Regions from separate parts of the Pan troglodytes genome. Here region 2 is linked to region 1. A link is a contact called in public HiChIP or PLAC-seq data. All regions are on one chromosome and are shown on one strand. Each heading gives the region's core, a stretch centred on a gene start, on an enhancer-like site or on the middle of the called end of the contact. The rest is flanking DNA. Distances are from core to core; before and after follow the strand shown.

Region 1 (4,515 bases), core at 1,238-3,737:
TGCCCAGGCTGGTCTAAAACTCTTGATCTCAGGTGATCCACCCACCTCAGCCTCCCAAAGTGCTGGGATTACAGGCGTGAGCCACCACGCCCAGCCAAATTAATACTTTTTAAAACCAATTCACAGCTACCTGACATATACAAAACCCTGCACCAGGCTTGACAGGATAAAGGTATAAAACATAAATCCTACCTGGCTAGGGCACTCAGAATTATTCTTACCATATTCCAAGCATTTTTTCCTGCACTTCCCCAATCTATTCTCCTATCCCTCCCGACAGATACAACTTCTGTTACTGATGAGCCATCAGAACACAAACTGTGAGAAGTCATTCTGGAAATACTCTATCAAGGGCATGACTGGAAATATTCTGGGAAGAACAAAGAACTTTCCAGTCACCGGAGCAAGAACAAAAGGCTTCTTCTCATTCCCAACACCCTCAAAGAAAGCTTTCCAAGTACCACACAACCCCTAACTGCACAAGTAGAGGAGACATGCTTGAAATCTAGTTGAATGTCAGATAGAATAACTCCTATACTAGGAGAAACACCAAGGAATTACTAAGATCAGTATCTTCGCCTTGCATGGAAAAAGAGGCTTCTGAGTCCCAACTATGTTGCTTCCCAGGGTATGGATAAATCATTTCTCTCTGAGCCTCATTTTTACTATCTGTAAAATAGGGATAGAAGCATCTTTCTCACCAGACGGGAAACTGGATACATAAAGTTAAATGAGACATAGTTTCTGTTCTCCAGAAGCTTAGTCTAGTGACTGAGCCATATAAACAAACAGGTTATTGCACGGCAGTGGCAGAAATCAGCACTTGGGAGGGACTCCAAGCCTAGTCCGGGGGACAAGCATGAGTCAGGAAAGGCTTCCCGGGAAGAAGTGTTTCCTAAATGTTGAGGTCTGATGGAAGACTAAGGGTCAGAGAACAAAGGGGAGGAGAATTGGAAAAGGCTTCTCACGTCAGAAGAAACAGCGTGTGCAAAAACCTGCAGGTGAAAGAAATCATGGTGCTTCTGAGGGACCACAACGATTCAGTATAGCTCGAGGAAAGCACCAGGCCTGACCCACAAGAGCCTCCCCAACTTCATTAAGGAATTTGAGCTTTCTTCTGCAGGCACTAAACGTTTGACTACAAAGGCGGTAGGGAAATCATATCTGCACTTATTTATTTATTTTGTTCCTTACCAGCAGGAAGTCACATATTTGCATTTTAGAAGGATGACTGATTGCAGAGAGGAGAATGGATTGACTGGAGGGGACCAGAACGGGTTCTTCCACTCCCCAGTCTAGATTAAACTCACCTGTTAAATTCTTTAGCAACCTTACATTTCTCCACTCCAGCCCTCATCTCTCCTGCAATTAATTAACTGACCCAATACCTGCTTCCTTCACTGCGACACTGAATGCCACGTTAGGGGAGACAACTGATGCACTGGGCACTGCGCTTGCCACATATTAGAAACACACACACACACACTGCGCTTGCCACACATTAGACAGAAACACACACACACACACACACACACTGCGCTTGCCACATATTAGACAGAAACACACACACACACGCCAACGATTTAGACAACTACAGTACCTTTAGAGAAACTGGTGTCCTGGACTAAGACGCTGGTAGTAGACATGGGGGAAAAAGTGAAAGATACGCAAGCCTTGGCGACTGACTAAACGAGGGAGGGAGAAGAGGCAAGCAGGACTCCAGGTTTCTAGACCAAGCAACTGTGTGGATGCTGGCTCCCTTCACCGAGACTGACCATCCCAGAGCGGTTAAGTGGGAGAGGGGAAGAACAAAGAGCTCCGTTTGGAGAGCCCATTTCACATGCCTCCAGGCCCCAAGGACGGTAACCCATTATTGTTTCCACGCCCAATTTACCATCTCACATCGTGGCTTCCAGGCGATCCGCAAGCCTTCCAGAGCCTCAGCTCCTCAAAGCTTCGAAACACACAACCTTCCGCGACTACACCCACGCCCGCACCCCGCCGTTTTTCGGGCCTAATCTACCCACCACCTGCGGCCCAGCGGTCTTTCTTCGACTCGCGCCACGCCGGGCAGCCCCACCCTGAAACTCACTTTTGCGGGCCTCGGACACCTTCTCGGCTGCCCGCTTCTCGGCCTGCAGCAGCTGCTGAATCCCCTGAGACTGACTAGCCATGGCGGCAGCGATTCTGAGAGCAAGGCAAGCGGCCTAAGGCACCTCGAAGGCCCCTTGGGTCAGCTGACACAGCCGCCCACAATCTGCGCTTGCTCCTTGCGCCTGCGCTTCGCCCCCCTTGTCACGTGACCGCGCAGCGTAGCATCAGCTGACCGCTCTTGAACTTCTGTGATTCGGCAGAAATGGGGCGGGGCGGGGCTGAGGAGAAAGGAGCGGAGCTCCTCGACTGCGCCTGTGCAGTCTACTGCGCAGTACTCCCCTCTACTCCTCTGTCCGCTCCCTGGCCTCTTTTAATGGCTACCCTGTCGCTGGTTCACTCCGTAGCCGCCCTGCCACGTATAGTGTCTGTTTGCAGTATGCTCACATTAACGTCAAGAGAGGAGGGGCCAAGTCAAATCACTTTCCTCCTACTCTCCACACTGCTGTACTCCCTCCCTTTCTGGGACTTTCTTTGGCACTCAAAATTTTATCAGGGGGTAGTTTAGGAAGATTCTTGCCAGTTCCGGGGATAGAGTCTTGGGTTGCCAGTTAGGAGACTCGGGATCAAGTCTGCCGCTAACCTGTGTGATTTTGGACAGGTCGCTATCCTTTTCTGAACCCGAGTTCAGGAATGGACTGGACTGTTTCCCATAAATATTTGATGAAAGCCTGCCGTGATCCTAGTCCACTGTTGATACTGAGGACATAGCAGAGAGCAGGGCAAACAAGGTCCCGGCGGAGCTCACAGTTTATGGACACAGACAGGTTAATTAAAATAAATAGACAATTACAAACTGTGATAAAGTCATGAAGGAAAAATGCAGGGTGCCGTAAGAAGGAACCTTTAGTAAGGGGAGAGGAATATGGAGGTGTCTCCGAATGCTGTAGCAAGGAAGTGGTGTTTAAGATCTGAAGGCCAGGCGCAGTGGCTCACGAGCCTGTAATCCCAGCACTTTGAGAGGCCGAGGCGGGTGGATCACTTCAGGTGAGGAGTTCGAGACCAGCCTGGCCGATGTGGTGAAACCCCATCTTTACTAAAAATACAAAAATTAGCCGGGCGTGGTGGCGCGCGCCTGTAATCGCAGCTACTCAGTAGGCTGAGGCACGAGAATCGCTTGAACCCGGGAGGCGGAGGCTGCAGTGAGCCGAGATCGTGACGCTGCACTGCAGCCAGGGCAACAGAGCAAGACTGTCTCAAAAAAATTAAAATTAAAAAATTAAAATAGGCCAGTCGCGGTGGCTCACGCCTATAATCCCAGCACTTTGGGAGGCTGAGGCCGGCGGATCACGAGATCAGGAATTTGAGACCAGCCTGACCAATGTGGTGAAACCTGGTCTCTACTAAAAATACAAAAATCCGGCCATGGTGGCGCGCGCCTGTAATCCCAGCTACTCAGGAGGCTGAGGTAGAAGAATCGCCAGAACCCAGGAGCTGAGGTTGCAGTGAGCCGAGATCACGTCACTACACTCCAGCCTGGGTGACAGAGCAGACTCCATCTCAAAAATAAATAATAAAAATTCTCAAAAAATAAAATAAGATCTGAAGAATAAGAAGTTATCCAGGAAAGGATAGTGGGGGATGGAGGCGGTGGGAGATGATTAGGGGAAAAGGACCAGCGTGTGCGGAGTTGGGGAGGGGGTCAACTTGGCACGGAGACATCTCCCCATCCACCGTGAAAATGGAAATAGGAAGCCATGGTTTGAGTTTACAGTATGACGGGCCCTTGTCATCGCTTCACTCACTCCTCACATTAACTTTGATACTGTTACTAATTCCATTTTATATTGACCAAACTGAAGCTCAGAGAGTCGCAAAGTCTCTGAGCCAAAAGTCATGCCCCTATTAACACACAGACAGGGTATTTGAATCCAGTCAGGGCTGCAGAGTAAAACCTCTGAGCTACTGCTCTTCTGCCGGAATCTTGTGGGCTGAGGAAAGGACCAGGTGACCTCTTAGAGTCCACCGAGTGCTGAGAACGTAAAATAATGCCAGAATTTTTCTTGATACAAAGATTCTGCACTCCAGGAGCTGGATTCATGGCTCAGGACATTTTCATTTGATTGACGTAGTGGTGGGGTTGGAAAGAACAGAATTTCTATCCTTTTCTGATGTGAGAAACAGGACTGGAAAGAGGTTTTGAAGATAAAACAGAATAGAGCACATGGGCCCACATGTCTCCTGCCTGAGTTACTATATTCCTTAAAGGATAAATTACACTAATCCTTGCCTCTTTTACACATAAGATAACATCTGACAGAGTTAGTGATTATACTTCTGCAAATGTACCTTATTTCTTTTTCTTTTTTCTTTTTTTTTTTCTTTAGATACTCTGTAGCCCAGGCTGGAGTGCAGTGGCGCGAT
Region 2 (4,515 bases), core at 1,021-3,520, 81 kb after region 1:
AGTTGTCTTCTGGGGAGGCAGGACGTTGGGGAGGCAGGACGTTTGGGAGCCTTATTTTACAAATGAAAGGTGAAGCCACTTGCTGTGGGGTCACACAACTAGTTAAAGGGAAGCTCTGAGACTGGAATAATGGTTTTCTGCCTGGTATCCAGAGTGCAGCTCAACTTCTTGGTTAAAACCAACACATAGGAACTAAACCACTGGCCTGCTGTGGTGACTTACATCTGTAATTCCAGCACTCTGGGAGGCCAAGGTGGATGGATTGCTTAACCCCAGGAGTTCAAGACCAGCCTGGGCAACATGGTGAAATCCTGTCTTCATGAAAAATACAAAAAATTAGCCAGGCTTTGCAGTGCCAGCTAACCAGGAGGCTGAGGTGGGAGGATACTGTGCCTGGTAGTGGAGGCTGCAGTGAGCCATGATCGTGCCACTGTACTGCAGCCTGGGTGACAGAATGAGACCGTCTAGAAAAAAAAAGAAAAAGAAAAACGCCCAACACAATTTATTCTTCTTCCTTCTGTCTTTGCTACTGCTCCAGTGTGTTCAAGTTTCCAGGAACATTCCTAAGGGAAGGGAAGGGCATTCACTGGCCAGAGCTGGGGAGCGTTAATGAACAATTAAAAGTGGCTTTGGTGAAGAAAGCAAACGGAAGCCTGCTGCATGCATGGGAGAATAATATTTTCCCTCTGAAGAGGGCAGTATGCAACCAAGGCCAAGTTGTGTACTCAGGTTTTTCTCCCAGGTCTTGCAGTGCAGCCCTCAGAAGCTGAAGCATTTATTTCCAAGAGCTTATTTCTGAATGACAAACATCTTCATACATGAAATAGGATTCTGGAGGTTTGAGCACAGTTACACACTGCCTCTTGCCTGAGGGGACACAGTGCAAACTGATACTAAGGTGGTTATGTAAGATGGATGGAAGAAACTCCAACGATTTCTTTTTCTATCATCTGCCCTCCCAAACCGTCCTCTATGAAATTAAACAACAGCACAGCATTTCAGACGGTCTCTGATGTTTGCAGAAGAAAGTGTTTCTTTTTCTACTAAGACTGCATGCAGCCTGGTTTCTGCTGCCTAAAGCAAAACACCTTCTTGAAAACATCCTTTGCACAGAAATAAAATGTTGGGACTGGGGATCTTAGCTCCTGGGATGCATTTATCAAACCAATCACAGTAATTATAATTAAAACAAACTAAGTGAGAGCTGAGCATGAAACACATTAGCAGGAAACCTGAACTGCATACAATTAAGCCCTGCTTGGTGGCATTTTGAGGTATGTCATTAATACATTTTTGGGGTGGAGAAGATTGATTTTTTTTCCTTAAACATCTTGGTCTAGTTGCATGAAAGGCTTCAACATCAGTTACAAAGGAGGAATAAGGATAAACACCATTAACTGCTAAGATTAGAGCTTTAAGACAGATGGCCAAAGGTAGCCTAATTGGCTATTTTTTAAAAAATCTTCCTCAGACACACTGTTAAATATGTTTATTGGGCATTAATTTAACCTATGTCTGTTTTAGGGAAGTAAAGAATTGAAGATCTTTAGGGAAAACACAGCTTCCATTCCTAGCCTCAATGCATTAAGTCAGCAGTGTTGAAAACCTTTCCACTCTTCCCCATTGTCTAGAGGAGAAAGTCCGTTTTCCTTACAGGTTCTTCATTCAGGTGTCGCCTCTTCAGTAAAGTCCTTACCATATTCTCCTCTCCTAAACCTGGGCTCCCTCGCCATTACAACAGGTATCACACTGGTTTTTAACTCTGTTTATTTGATCTTTCTCCCCTGGGTCTCCAGCACCCAGCACATGACCCAGCACAGAGCAGATGCTTCAAAAACGTTGAATGAAAAGCGACCAAATAAATAAATAAATAAACGAATGAATAAATGAATGATCTATCCTTCTGGGTCCACCACAAACCAAATCCTCCAGGTACTCCTCCATCTTGCCCTACCCTGGATAGATGTCAGCTGGCTCTGCAATGGAAATTCTGGAAGACTTTTACGAAAAATACATAGAAGAGTAGCTTAGGAGAGGCAGCTCAGGTTGGAAGGGATGTGTGTGAGGTAGGGTGTGTGTGTGTATGTGTGTGTGTGTGTAGCACTATGAAGCTCCCCATTAGAATAAAAGCACAGGATTTTACTTAAATCTTATTTGGGGGATTGGGTGGGTGACGACGGACTCCAGGGCACACCTGGGTGTATCTTCCCATTTTGCCTAGGGATGGGAGAGCATAGAAGAGATTTTTCTCCAAGCCACTTCACATATGTATATTTTTAATTTCTATTTTGAGATTGTAGATCCAAATGCAGTTGTAAGAAATAATACATAGACATGCCATGTACCCTTCACCCAGTTTCTCCCGATGTTGACACGATGGCAACCAGGACATTGACATTGATACAATCCACCCACCTTACTCAGATTTCACCAGTTTTATATGCGCTCATTTGTATGTGTGTGTGCGAGCGTGGGGTGTACACTTTATATAATATTTCTGAAAGTGGCTTTTCCCTTGCAATGGAGACTGGGAAGGGGTCCAGCCTGATCCATCCCTGCCACGGAGTTGACTCCGGCAGACAGCAGTCTATGCTTGTATTCGTCTCTCGCACACAGTAGGTGGCCAACGACCGTCCACATAAACCCTGGAATTTGTCATGTCAGGGCGCGTGCAGGAGGGGAGCGCCACATTGTAAGGAAGAAAACCGAGACTGAAGTGCCCAGTATTTTGGAAGCAAAAATCAAACAAACAAAAAACTTGACGATTTCCCCCCGAATTGTGAATTAGCTAGCCGGCTAATTACTCCAAAGCGATCCTGGTGCCGGCCCTCGCTGCGACCGCCGAAGAGCGCTGTTTCTGAGCCCCGCTCCCGGCTCTGCCGGCGGGGTAGGGGACGCGGGGGCTCCTCCCACCCCTACCGCCGCGTTCACCCCTTTCTTCCCTGGGGCTGGACTGTTTCACCCCGTCTCCAGGCAACGGCCAGGCGCACCGGGCGGGACGTCATTTCCTGAGGAGTCCGGGGGGGAGGGGGCGGGCAGGAGGAGGGGCGAGGGGGCGGGGCCCGGGCCGGGCTGGCAACGAGACGGCGTCGGAACTCGCTGGAAGACTCGGCCCCGGTGGCTCAACAGTTCGCAAAGTCCGGGCTTGCGGCCGGGCGGCGCAGAGGCGCGGAGGCTCCCCGGGCGGCTGCATCCCGGGGCTGCCCCGGACATGCCCCGCACCCCTTGTCGGACGCCCGCGCCGCTTCACCGCCTGCCACTCTCCGGAGTGCTCTGGGACTAGAGCGCCCTCCGCCCCAACTTCTGACTTTGGGGTCCCCCAGCCCTAGGAACGGGCGCCCGGCTGGGGGAGCCCCGGGCATGGTGTGACGGGGCAGTCAGGTCAGCTTTGCGGCGCCCCCAAACTCCAGCCACCCGTCGTCTCCGTGCCCTCCAGAATGTAGCTGCTGACCCCGCGCCCCCCGGACTCCAGCAGCAGTCTCCGCCACCTCCGGGCCCCAGCAGCCAACTCTTGTGTCTCTCAGGAACCCGCCGACGTCTCCGCGTCCCCCGGATTCCAGGTTCGCGACCCCCGCCGTCTTCGCGCCTCCGGGACTCTAGCAGCGGTCTCCGCGACCCCCTAGGATCCAGCCACTGTACCCGTGCTCCCCAAACCCAGGCTCCAGCCGTCGTCTCCGCGCTCCCGGGGATCCAGCTGTCAAGCCAGTACCCGCGAGGACAGCGGCACCGCCCACACCCCGCGCGCTCAGAGCCCGGCCCGGCCTCGGCGTGGAGATGAACGCGCCGCTGGACGGCCTGTCGGTGAGCTCGTCCTCCACCGGCTCGCTGGGCTCGGCGGCCGGGGCGGGCGGCGGCGGGGGCGCGGGGCTGCGGTTACTGTCTGCCAACGTGCGCCAGCTGCACCAGGCGCTGACCGCGCTGCTGAGCGAGGCGGAGCGGGAGCAGTTCACCCACTGCCTGAACGCTTACCACGCGCGCCGCAACGTCTTCGACCTGGTCCGCACCTTGCGCGTGCTGCTGGATAGTCCGGTCAAGCGGCGCCTGCTGCCCATGCTTCGTCTGGTCATCCCGCGCTCCGACCAGCTGCTCTTCGACCAATACACGGCCGAGGGCCTCTACCTGCCCGCCACCACCCCCTACAGGCAGCCCGCCTGGGGCGGCCCCGACGGCGCGGGGCCAGGGGAGGTGCGCCTGGTGAGTTTGCGGCGTGCCAAGGCCCACGAGGGCTTGGGCTTCAGCATCCGTGGGGGCTCGGAGCACGGCGTGGGCATCTACGTGTCTCTGGTGGAACCAGGCTCTCTAGCTGAGAAGGAAGGACTGCGGGTCGGGGACCAGATTCTGCGCGTCAACGACAAATCCCTGGCCCGGGTGACCCACGCGGAGGCCGTCAAGGTAAGGCTGTGGTTTGGAGAGAGTCTGGGGCAGAGTATGGACAGAGTGGCACAGCTTTTTCAGTAACTCCATGCTGTGTGTCCTTAGGTGAATCACTTGGCCTTTCTGGGCTTTTTTTTTTTT

What was found. HiChIP or PLAC-seq counts read pairs in DNA pulled down with a chosen protein or histone mark.
Region 2: a contact with region 1 is called in an H3K4me3 HiChIP or PLAC-seq map of stem cell-derived excitatory neurons, with 2.9 times the contacts expected there. The contact joins the promoter of WHRN here to the promoter of ATP6V1G1 in region 1. A contact is called at or near these places in 1 of 7 Hi-C or Micro-C datasets (stem cell-derived neural progenitor cells) and 1 of 1 datasets of contacts at active chromatin or transcription factors (stem cell-derived excitatory neurons).

Annotation. Positions count from the first base shown.
Region 1 is chr11:23,863,339-23,867,853 of NHGRI_mPanTro3-v2.0_pri, forward strand. It overlaps ATP6V1G1 (ATPase H+ transporting V1 subunit G1), which reads right to left and starts at 2,488. Exons shown (of 3, transcript XM_003312250.6): 1 at 2,093-2,488. The coding sequence starts at 2,174.
Region 2 is chr11:23,944,899-23,949,413 of NHGRI_mPanTro3-v2.0_pri, forward strand. WHRN (whirlin) reads left to right here and starts at 2,271. Exons shown (of 12, transcript XM_063787563.1): 1 at 2,271-4,392. The coding sequence starts at 3,775.